Regions from separate parts of the Hordeum vulgare genome. Here region 2 is linked to region 1. A link is a contact called in public Hi-C data. All regions are on one chromosome and are shown on one strand. The core of a region is the stretch at or near the end of the contact, and the rest is flanking DNA. Distances in the headings are between cores, read along the strand shown.

Region 1 (5,465 bases), core at 2,818-5,317:
AGGGGCCTTATGGGCTGTGGGAGGATACAAACCAGCCCCTAGTGGGCTGACATAAGCTCCCACTAAGGCCCATGAGGTTTGACAGGCAAAAGACCCAAAGATGGAAAAGGTGGAAAGGGTTTCCAAGTGGAAAGGAGGAATCCTACTCCTAGTAGGATTGGAGTAGGACTCCTCCACCTCCAATTTCGGCCAAACCTTGAGGGTTTGAGGCTGCCTCCTCCCCTCCCTCCCTCCTATATATACTAGAGGTATTGAGGGTTTTTTAGACACAGAAAAACAGCCACTTGCTGCCCTCTCTCTTGATTTGTTTCTCCTCTAGTCTAGTTTCAGCGGTGCTTAGGCGAAGCCCTGCTAGAATAGCTCCACCACCACCACCACCATGCCGCCGTGCTGGAGAACTCATCTACCTCTCCGCCCCTCTTGATGGATCAAGAAGGCGGGGATCGTCATCGAGCTGTACATATGCTGAACGCGGAGGTGTCGTCCGTTCGACACTAGATCGGGATGGATCGTGATGGGATCGCGGGATGGATCGTGATGAGATCGCAGGACGGGTAGCGATTTGGATCGCAAATATGTTCCACTACATCAATCGCGTTATATACGCTTCTGCTTAGCGATGTACAAGGGTATGTAGATTCACTCTGCCCTCTCATAGATGATCATCACCGTGGATAGGTATTGCATGTGCGTAGGAAAATTTTTGTTTCCCATGCAACGTTCCCCAACATTTCTGAGGTTCAAACTCAATGGGTCCAATGTGGAAACGCTGGTGACACCAAATTTGTGAATGTGGAACTTGACAGAGTGGATATGTGGGGAAAATGACTGAGTGTTTTGGTGGCTAACTTTTAACATTTGAGCAATCAGTTCATTTTACTACATCACCCCCTTTTAATAGTATTGGCTTTCCTATGGAATCAAAAAGTGATTTCTCACAAATATAAAATGAAGAGTCTTCTAGCTTGAAGCTTAAGCCAATATTATTCCTTTCTTGCATCAAGGGGCATCTCCACAAAAACCTTAAGCCATAGCATCTTTTGAATTTTCCGAAATGTACTTGGAAAACACATTAGTCCAATGATGCATATGTTGTGATAAATTATCAAAACCACCCTAGGGAGAAATTGTGCTTTCAAGGCCCATGGGCCCCACAAACTCCAGGGGGCGCCCCCTACCCTGGGGCACGCCAGGCAGGCTTGTGGCCTCCTCAGCGGTCGGTTCAAGTTGTCCTTCAAGCACAAGGAAACTAATATCTGGATAAAAAATTGTGTTAAAAAATCTGCCGGATCGGAGTTACGGATCTCCGGCTATAAAATAACGGTGTTCGACCAGAAAACCAGGTTGTGGAACAAAGAAGAAAACAAAGAGAGATCCAAACTAGAGGGGCTCCCGTCCCTCGGGGACCATGGCAGCTAAGGGCCAGAGGAGGAATCCTTCTCCCATCTACGGAGAAGTCCAATCAAGAAGAAGAAGGAGGGGGACCTCCCCCCCTCTCTCCTGGTGGAGTCGGGGCGCCACCGAGGGAACCATCGTCATGACGATTTACATCAACAACTTCGCTGTCGTCACCTTCATCACATTCCCTCATCTATTATCAGCGGTCCACTCTTTTGCAACCCATTGTATCCCCTTTTTGAATATGGTGTTTTACTCTATATATTATTATCCAATGATGTGTAGCCATCTTATGATGTTTGAGTAGATCCCTTTTGTCCTATGAGTCGACTGATGATCTCGATTGGTTTAAGTTAAATGTTTTATTTTGGTGTTGTCCTATGGTGTCTCCCATGCCGCGCGCACTTTTGGGATTCTCAGTGTAGGGTGTTGCAATATATTCATGATTTGATTACTGACCGAGTTGCGTGAGCGATAGAAACACAAATTCGAGTGAGGGAATTGTTGCATATGGAATAAAGGTGACTTTACACTTAATGCTATGGTTGAGTTTACCTTAATGATCTATAATATTTACGGATGCTTGCTAGATTACCAATCATAAATTCATGTGATCCATGTACGAAAAGTGTGTTAGCTTATGTCTCTCCCTCATATAAAATTGCAATAATGATTACCGATCTTATTATCAAGTGTATAGGACAATTTTGCAAATCCGATCATCATTTTTCCACCCTCGTTATATTAACTTAATTGTTTTTTATTAAAAAAATCACCTAACTTTTGTTTCCATGTTCTTTGTTATATTGCCAGCATATCCTATTACACCTACAAGGTAGTTCTAGTTTATTTTTTGTACTAGATAAACTGAATATTAGTTTGCGTAGAGTTGTATCGGTGATCGATATAACTTAAGAGAACATTAGTTCTTTTTTAGCTATTCATTGAGTTTGACACTCTTATTTAACGAAAAGGCTGCAAACGATCCCTTATACTTGTGTGGTATCAAAACTTTCTCTGACATCGTTGATGGGAAACCATAGAGTAGGGTTGGTATTCTGGTGTGTGCTTGTTGCTTTATCTTTAAATAATTTTTCTTTTCTATCTTTTGTCATGAATAGAAAACGTAAAATAAAAAAGTAGGTGCACTTGTTAACAAAATAGTTGAGGAACTACCTATGTTGCGCTGAAGCTTTCTATTTGAATCATCTTGGATCATTCTATGAATAGAAAAAACCCAAATAGCTTAGTTAAGAAGAAAAGGCATTAGATGAGCATAGTACCTTCTTCACGTAGTGGTCGGCTCAAAAAATGCTTCCTCAATCTCATAATACAAGACCTTTTTGAACACTATATACCAGTATCAAAAAGACATCTTAACAGAGCAGAGAGAGTAAAATAAAACTGCACGTACCTGGGGCCCAGGTTGTCGCTGCCAATCTCGTGAGCTGCCGTGGCCGTGCAACTGCTACGGCGACAACAGTCCTCTCCACTTGACAACCTGTCGACCTGTAGCAGGATGGATATACTTTACTATGCAAGATGCCGGTTCATGACCAATGAGTCGTCGCCGCCGTCGTGGTCACCGTCCGTCGCCGTCGTCGTCGCGGTGGTGTTGTCCTATTCGAAATAGAAGAAAGACCTTCGATTGCCTGTGTTCACATGGCGTCCTTCCTCGCAAGTTGCGACTTGAATACTAAACAAAGATTAAATGCTTGAGGTATTTTTCTCGGAGCCCACGGCGTCCGTCCACTCCCTCTGGTCAAGCCTCGGGACGGATCATTGGTTCTACCGGGGCAGGTTGTCTGCCTCGTATTGAGCAGTGCCAACGTCACCCGGAAATCGTACATGAGAATGTATACGTGTGTACGTATATACAATATACTCTCTCCGTTCCTAAATATAAGTCTTTTAAAAGATTTCACTAATGGTCTACATACGAAGCAAAATGAATGAATCTACATTCTAAAATATGTCTATATACATCTGTATGTAGTTCACTAGTGAAATATCTAGAAAGACTTAAGTTTAGGAACGGAGGGAGTACAAGGCAATGTTTGTCAAATATCCTCGCAAAGAAAAAAAATAATAAGGTTCGATGTAGGTGGACACACATCATGCATCTACGAGTTTGATGAACTAGTATGCCGGCTAATGTCCCAAAATAAGCATCAAAGTCTAATTTACGGTTACCGAACCACACCATGTCGATGTTTTATAAACTTTCATTCCAAGGCAAATCAAGTTTTTTTCTCAAAAATAAACAACCTACATATGCATATGATGAAGTAGTATGCCGGCTAATGTCCTAAAATAAGCATCAAAGTCTAATTTACGGTTATTGAACCGCACGTGTCGATGTTTTATAAATATATATTTCAAGGCAAATCAAGTTCTTTTCTCAAAAATAAACAAAGCAAATTAAACCGTGTCAATCTTACTAACGCGTGGAACCCAACAAAAACGAAACAACATCGCATTTTCGCACAAAATTTATCGCATGGAGGAAAACCAAGAGGTAGCATTGGTTGAGTGGTTATCACCAATGCACTCAACCAATGCGTGTGTGAACCCGCGTGTAAGCATAGCAATATCGCTTACTAATTATTTTTTTCTCGTCCGTGTACACTGTACGCACACCCTCCAACCCTGCCCGTTGCAGTAATTTATTCCGCTCCAACCAACTTAACCGGAGACGCCTCCGCCTCCCTCTCAGAGGCGAGCTCAGTCCTCACTCCACGCCCGCGTCTCCTGCTGCCTCCTCCTCCTCCTCGCCCGGTTCCTCGGATCATCATCGTCACCCTCCCCATGGCTTCTCCGAGGCACTCTCTTTGATTAGGAGGGAGGGGGGGAAGAGGTCGATTCTTTCAGGGGACGACGTACGTTCGTCGATGGAGATCGAGGAGGACTCCGGCGAGACGGCGCCGGAGATGGAGGTGAGCACGGTGGCCATCGCGGTGAGCGGGAGCAGGAGCAGCAGGCACGCGCTCAGGTGGGCCCTCGACAAGTTCGTGCCCGGCGGGAGGGTCCTCTTCCGGATCCTGCATGTCCGCCCGCCCCTCACCATGGTGCCCACGCCAAGTCAGTCCTCTCTCTCATTTATTTTCCATTTCATCTCCGCCCACTGTCTGAATTCACAGTTAATGGTGTCTGAACAAGAAAAGAAAAGAAAAACAGTGTTAACAGATCATGAGCCTTTTGCTACTATGACTGCTAGTTCTTCTCTCTGACTTTTTTTTTCCATTTCATCTCTGCCTCCTATCAGTAAACTGTATGAGTTTACAGCTCTTGATGTCTGGACAAGATTTTTTTTTCCAGTTTTAATAGTCCATGAACCTTTTGCTACCATGACTGCTAGTTTACTTTTATTTTATTTTTAACTACAATTTCAGACTGGCATTTTTTTATTTTTTATTGAACAATGACTGGCATTTCTATGCCAATTGGATAGGTTAGTTTTGGTTTTGGTATTGCAAGCTTCATACTGTTAATCAGTCCCAATAATTGATCTTGGAAGTAGCAGCATCTATGAACAAATTTTATGGTTACAGTGTCACAAGGTCACACCCACCACTACCCAGGGGCACCAACTGCAGAGTGCAGAGTTTTGTCCTTTGGCGGACTGCATTATCGTTAGGTTGATGAATATGAACCTTTGTTGTACCAAGTGTGGGCAACATGTGATTAAGAATATACCTGCTGTTCCTAACTAATCATTCAGAACACTGACCTGCTCTTGTTCCTCTGATGACAGTGGGCAACTACATCCCGGTCTCGCAAGTGCGCGACGAAGTAGCTTCGGCGTACAGAGAAGAACTGGAATGGCAAGCAAGGAATATGTTGCTACCGTACAAGAAGATGTGTGCTCAGAGACAGGTTTCAATTGGCTTGCTAACAATTACGCAACTTAGCATGACAGTTGAGGTTCACACAAGTCATGATAGTGTTATGTTTGATCAACAGGTGGAGGCTGAAGCCGTTTTACTTGAATCTGATGATGTGCCTGCTGCTATAAGCGAGGAAATCGACAAATTCAACATTGGCAAGCTGGTCTTGGGCTCTTCGTC
Region 2 (5,413 bases), core at 1,701-4,200, 310 kb before region 1:
TTAGATTTGATGTTTGGAACTCTAACTAGCCAAGCCATTTATTTGTAAGGTGTAAATCTGCAATCATTTCAATACTAGGGACCCCCGCACTGATTATATTTATCAATTAAATAGCACGAAAGACATTGTACGAACCTCCTGGTCGTCAGGCCGGCAAACGGTCTCGTCGGGCTCCCTTGTGTTCTCGATCGTCCGGGGCACCTGCTTCTCCGGCACCTGTAAACACCCAATCACGCCAAAAGACCGTCAGAATCCATCTAGAGCCTCGCACCCCACGGGAAATTCGTTTCTGGGGAGGGAAAGAGGGGGAGATGGCGCTTGCCTCCTCGCCGAGCTCGGCGGCACGCTGGGCGGCCTGGCCACGCTCACGACCTAGCCTGCGCTTCTGGGCCTTCTTCTCGCGCTTGAGCTTGGCGTACACCTCGCTGCGCTTCTCCTTGTTCCTGATCTCCGACGGCAGTGGCGGCGCCGACTTCTCCTCCTTGGGCCTCTTATCCCTCCGCCCCCTCCTCTCGTCCTCGTCCGCCGCCTCATCGTCGGGCTGCCTCCGCTTCCTGTCCTCCCTCACCATCGCCTTCGCCGCCGTTCTAGGTTCTGCACGGGAATGGGTTTAGAGGGTGTTTGGTTGCCAAATCCACCACCAAAAATGCATATGCATATGGCCTACCGTACAAATATATGCATGCATTTCTCTACACATAGAATCAAACATATATATGCAGGTTTTTTATGCCCACAGAAACGCACATATTGATACGTATTTTCTGCTCACAGAATCACACTAAGGAAGTGTTTGTTTACATGAGTGGTAACGTAAGGGTAAAGGGAAACAGATTACCCAGTTTAACAGCTCCAGACTCAACAAACCATGTTTTGTTTGGTTCTGCTATATAAAGGTAACAGATCCCTTGACAGTGTTTGGTTTGGCACAGTAATATGAATTCAGCAGCAGGCACTTTGGAGTATTCCACGTACAGAGCACGACAAGCAGAGTAATATGAATACATGAGTACAGCTTTCACATGCAATTTGCTACGTAGGTAAGAAATGGGCTAAACAAGGAATGACGATTGCGAAAGCATAACAAAGATAATAACAACTAATAAGAAAACTGACATACACAAGTCGCAATATTTGTGCCGTAACAAGAGTGTGGATGCACTAAGCACAATGAAAAGGATAGAAGCAAGAGTTGAAGCATTGGAAAAGGTGGGAATCTGCTCCATACATTTCAACACTTTGACAAAGATAACAATAGGAAAAAGATTGTTCTTTCTCATCAACCATGCCTATTTCACTCATCTGCCAATAAGCATGGGTTGGATAAGAAATAATGAGCAAAAATACTAATCATACGAATACACTGCAACTATAACATACAACTATAATAAGTAGGTTATGTCGTCGTTGTCGACTAGATGGACAATATAAAACAGCCCTTCTCACGTGGAATGCACGCATATGGATTACTATGCAAGAACAATCAAATGAAAAGCACTCTCTTGGCTAACACAAACAGCAATGTCGTATACTGCAAGAACATATACTCTGATATTTATTCAGATCACGATATATGTTTGGACATTAAAACACCTGTCGGTTGCAACTTGCCCCAATGTCTAATAATAAAAGAACTGGCCAACAACCCTTAGCCCTCAGATCAATGTTCAACATCTAATAGAAATTCTGAAGGACAAAGGTCATATAGCTAAAGGACAATGGTCGTATGCACATTTTTTTTATAAGGGTAACCTTGTAGCTCTAAGGTTGTGAAAGCATCACATAGCTAATAGCAAATGGTACTGCCAATGACAAAAAATATGATGCAAAATAGATAAATTAGCTCTAAGGTAGCGAAAGCATCACATAGCTAAATGCTCTCACTTTGAAACAGAGATTATAAATATTATCAAAAGTTCTATATGAATTTGATGCAAGATTGCAAACTAATTCTGGCACCAGCAATTAAGTTAATCATTATTGTCAACAAGTATTAAGGAACATGATATGTGTCAACATGCAATCAAAAGAGAAATAAAACATAAACATGCATGTTCAGGAGCTAAAATACCTACCCTCCTCACAAAGCTGTAGAACAACTTTTTTTAGTACAAGCTAATCTTACTGTCGAATTTTAAGCCAAACCCCCCTGTATACATATACATGCTAGTGGTAGTACACAAGACAAAGTTTATGAGAGAAGACATGTCACATGTTCCTCTGTAGCTGAAGATAAGTGGAATTTGTGACTTCTCATCTCCAGAAATCAAACGACGAGCAACAACGAGTCCGTGTCTTCACTCATAAATTAGCATGAAACTATTTCTCCCGAAAGTAATATATAAGATCACCAAACAAAAGTCTGCACAAACTAGCATGAACATGACAGTGGAACTAGAGAAAGTACCAAACTAAGTACAGTAATCAACAGAACTATCATTCGCTTCTGACCAAGAACTTAGCATGAACTAGCTAACCAAATGAACTGACCATATACACTGACAGTTTATGAAAAGGTGTACACTGACAGTATACGCTGACAGAAACTACAATGCAGGCTTTCTCCGTCTTCTTGCGTACAGCCATGGTGAGGAATCCAAAGAATCATCTGTAAAGACTGCCCGCAGCCATGGTGAGATCTTCTTGAGACCGTGGCAGTGAAACCTAGGAGGACAAAAGGGGATGAGGTGGAGGACTACCGGAGATAATGCCGGTTGTGGCGCCGGGGAAGAGGCCTGCGGAGGAGGGGCGTCCAGCGACGGTAGGGATTGAGGCAGCACACGATGGGGGGAGGGGGGAGACCGCCGGGCTGGCCTTCGTGTCGAGGAGAGTCGACGTAGGATGGAGCCGCCGGGCGAGCAGCGTCAGCGGCGGATGTGGATGGAGGCGTCGGCTACGGCCGATGTGGATGGAGGCGGTGGCGGCGGGTGGAGGATAAACGAGGGTGGGGGTCGTGGGGGATTACGGGGGCTGGGCTGATCCGGTCTAAAACCGGCCCACCAAATGAAGAGTTGGGGGTTTTACGGAGTTTTGGGTTGGGGAGCAGCTAGTTATCCAGCGCTTTTTTTTGAAACGTAGCGATCGCTCCGGCGCGTCGCTACTTGACACGTTTTGAACATTTTCTTTGAATTTTGTTTTTTATTTTTTCGCACGCATTTTCGTCTTTTTTAAATGGTTTTCTGTAAAAAAAATTGGTGTTTCATTTTTTCACGAGTCATTCGTAACTTTTGGATAGATTTTTTTTGGAAAAAAATGTGTTTTAACACGTTTCTGCTTTTTTTTGCGAGTGACACGGTTATGTTTCCGCGAGATGCACGGTTTTATCTTCGTGAGAGGCATGGAAAACGCGTTTTTTTTTTTTTGCAAGAGGCACGGTTTTGCTTCCGCGAAAGACATGGTTTTGCCTTCGCGAGAGGCACGTCCGTGCCTTTCGGGGAGGGGAAAAACACATTTTTTGTTTTTTTGCGAGAGGCACGGTTTTGTTTTCATGAAAGGCACGGTTTTGCCTTCGCGAGAGACACATCCGTGTCTTTCGGAAAGGGAAAAAACGCGTTTTCTTTTTTTTTGCGAGAGGCACGGTTTTGCTTCCGCAAAAGACACGGTTTTGCCTTTGCAAGAGGCACACCCGTGCCTTTCGGAAAGGGGAAAAACGTGTTTTCTGTTTGTTTGTTTTTTCACGAGAGACACAGTTTTGCTTCCACGAAAGGCATGGTTTTGACTTCATGAGAGGCAGCCCGTGCCTCTCCCCGAAAGGGAAAAAACGTGTTTTCTGCTCTCTTTCTTTTTCCGTGAGAGGCATGGTTTTTCCGTCCGGTTTTTTCGTGAAAAATATGTTCGTCAAAACATATCAACATGGGATGTAGTTTTGAAGATCTAGACGTGAGAAAGCCAACGATGAAAACGGTTTGAGATTTGGACGCACGGTTTAGGAGATGAAGCGTATTGAAAATACGAATCTATGAAAAAAGGGAAAACTCCCAGGTTGCGACAAGTGGCACGCATGCAGTACGCCACTTGTCGCAATCTGTGGAGGTGAGAGTAATCGTTGAAAGGTGTGCTCGCTAATTAGTGATTTCGTTTGGGATGGGCTCGGATGATCCCCCTCAATACACTTGTGAACGAAATCATTAAGGCCTTGTTCAGCACAAGCTTTTTTCCAACCACCAGGGGTTGGGAATTGTAGGGGATTTGATGATTTGCTTGCCTTCACCCAATCCCTTTAAATCCCCCCACATCCCCTTTCATCCAAATCCCCCACATTCCCATTCATTCAAATCCCCTACGTTCATAGGTGGGTATTGTCTTTGTACTATTGGATAATCAAAATAATAATGTGATCTTTGTAGATCATCACAGCAACAACATAATTCTACATGCCTTGGAATCAGTATCTTATCATAACAACACTTTATCACAACCATAACATAATTTTGGGACAAAGATTATTGGATAATCAAAATAAAAATGTGATCTTTGCATCATAGCAACATCATAATTTTGCATGACTTAATTTTGCAGATCATCACATCAACAACATAATTCTACATCACATTCACGACAAACTTTTGCAACAATAATAATGCAACATAGTCACACAATAGCTTGCCCTTTGTTGATGTTTGCGTCCAAGGCTGGGTATTATTACAAACCAAGAAATGATGAGAAATGATGTTGTAATGGAGATGAGTTGCTCTTTTGATGTCATGGTCGTCCTTTTGGTAATCTTTCGTGAATCCATTTTTGCACTCAAGAATGGTATATATGATCTGCGCAACCATAATCAGTGGCCAATGTTTAAGTTCAAAGCAAGCAGAATAATCGTTTCAGAATTGTAATCCTAGATAACTCAAAATATTGCTTTATTGCAAAGATAATAAAGCCCTTGCAAAAAAATTATCTAGAAGAAATTAGAGTGGTTGTTTTCAGTATGAAACATAATAAAGCTCCTTGCAAAAATTAGATGAGCTACCAGTAGAGTTTTATGAGCACTTGTGGGACTTATCAGGGGGTAATCTTTTAGTTCTCTTTCAAGATTTCTATGAGAACAAGTTGTATTTGGCTAGGTTTAATTATGGATTTGTAACTTTGTTACCTAAATCTGCTAGTGCAAATAGTTTACAATAGTATAGGCTTATCTGCCTTATCAATGTTATTTTAAAATCTTTACAAACGTTATTAATAATAGGGCTTTTAAGAAAGCTTTATGCTCAGTTGTCCAATTAACAGAAAATTTGGATAAACACTTTAAGACTTTTAACTAAAATAGGGTTGGCAAGTTTACTATAAGGTATCTGTACTCTACTTTGAAACCTGAGCAGATGTTGTGTCCTCACAAGAAGATGTGGTAGCCTAGCTAGTATTCCTCTAAAACTTGAAATAAGTATCCTGGCTATAGACAATTTTAAGAGGGGGA

What was found. A called contact is a pair of places that touch in the nucleus more often than the background predicts.
Region 2: a contact with region 1 is called in a Hi-C map of seedling, with 5 times the contacts expected there. The contact joins the promoter of LOC123408094 here to the promoter of LOC123410245 in region 1. A contact is called at or near these places in 4 of 6 Hi-C or Micro-C datasets (leaf and seedling).

Annotation. Positions count from the first base shown.
Region 1 is chr7H:25,872,768-25,878,232 of MorexV3_pseudomolecules_assembly, reverse strand. LOC123410245 (U-box domain-containing protein 35-like) reads left to right here and starts at 4,067. Exons shown (of 8, transcript XM_045103157.1): 1 at 4,067-4,479; 2 at 5,153-5,274; 3 at 5,362-5,465. The coding sequence starts at 4,290.
Region 2 is chr7H:26,183,754-26,189,166 of MorexV3_pseudomolecules_assembly, reverse strand. It overlaps LOC123408094 (ribosome production factor 1-like), which reads right to left and starts at 2,950. Exons shown (of 13, transcript XM_045101290.1): 1 at 2,700-2,950; 2 at 2,529-2,617; 3 at 323-594; 4 at 136-216. The coding sequence starts at 571.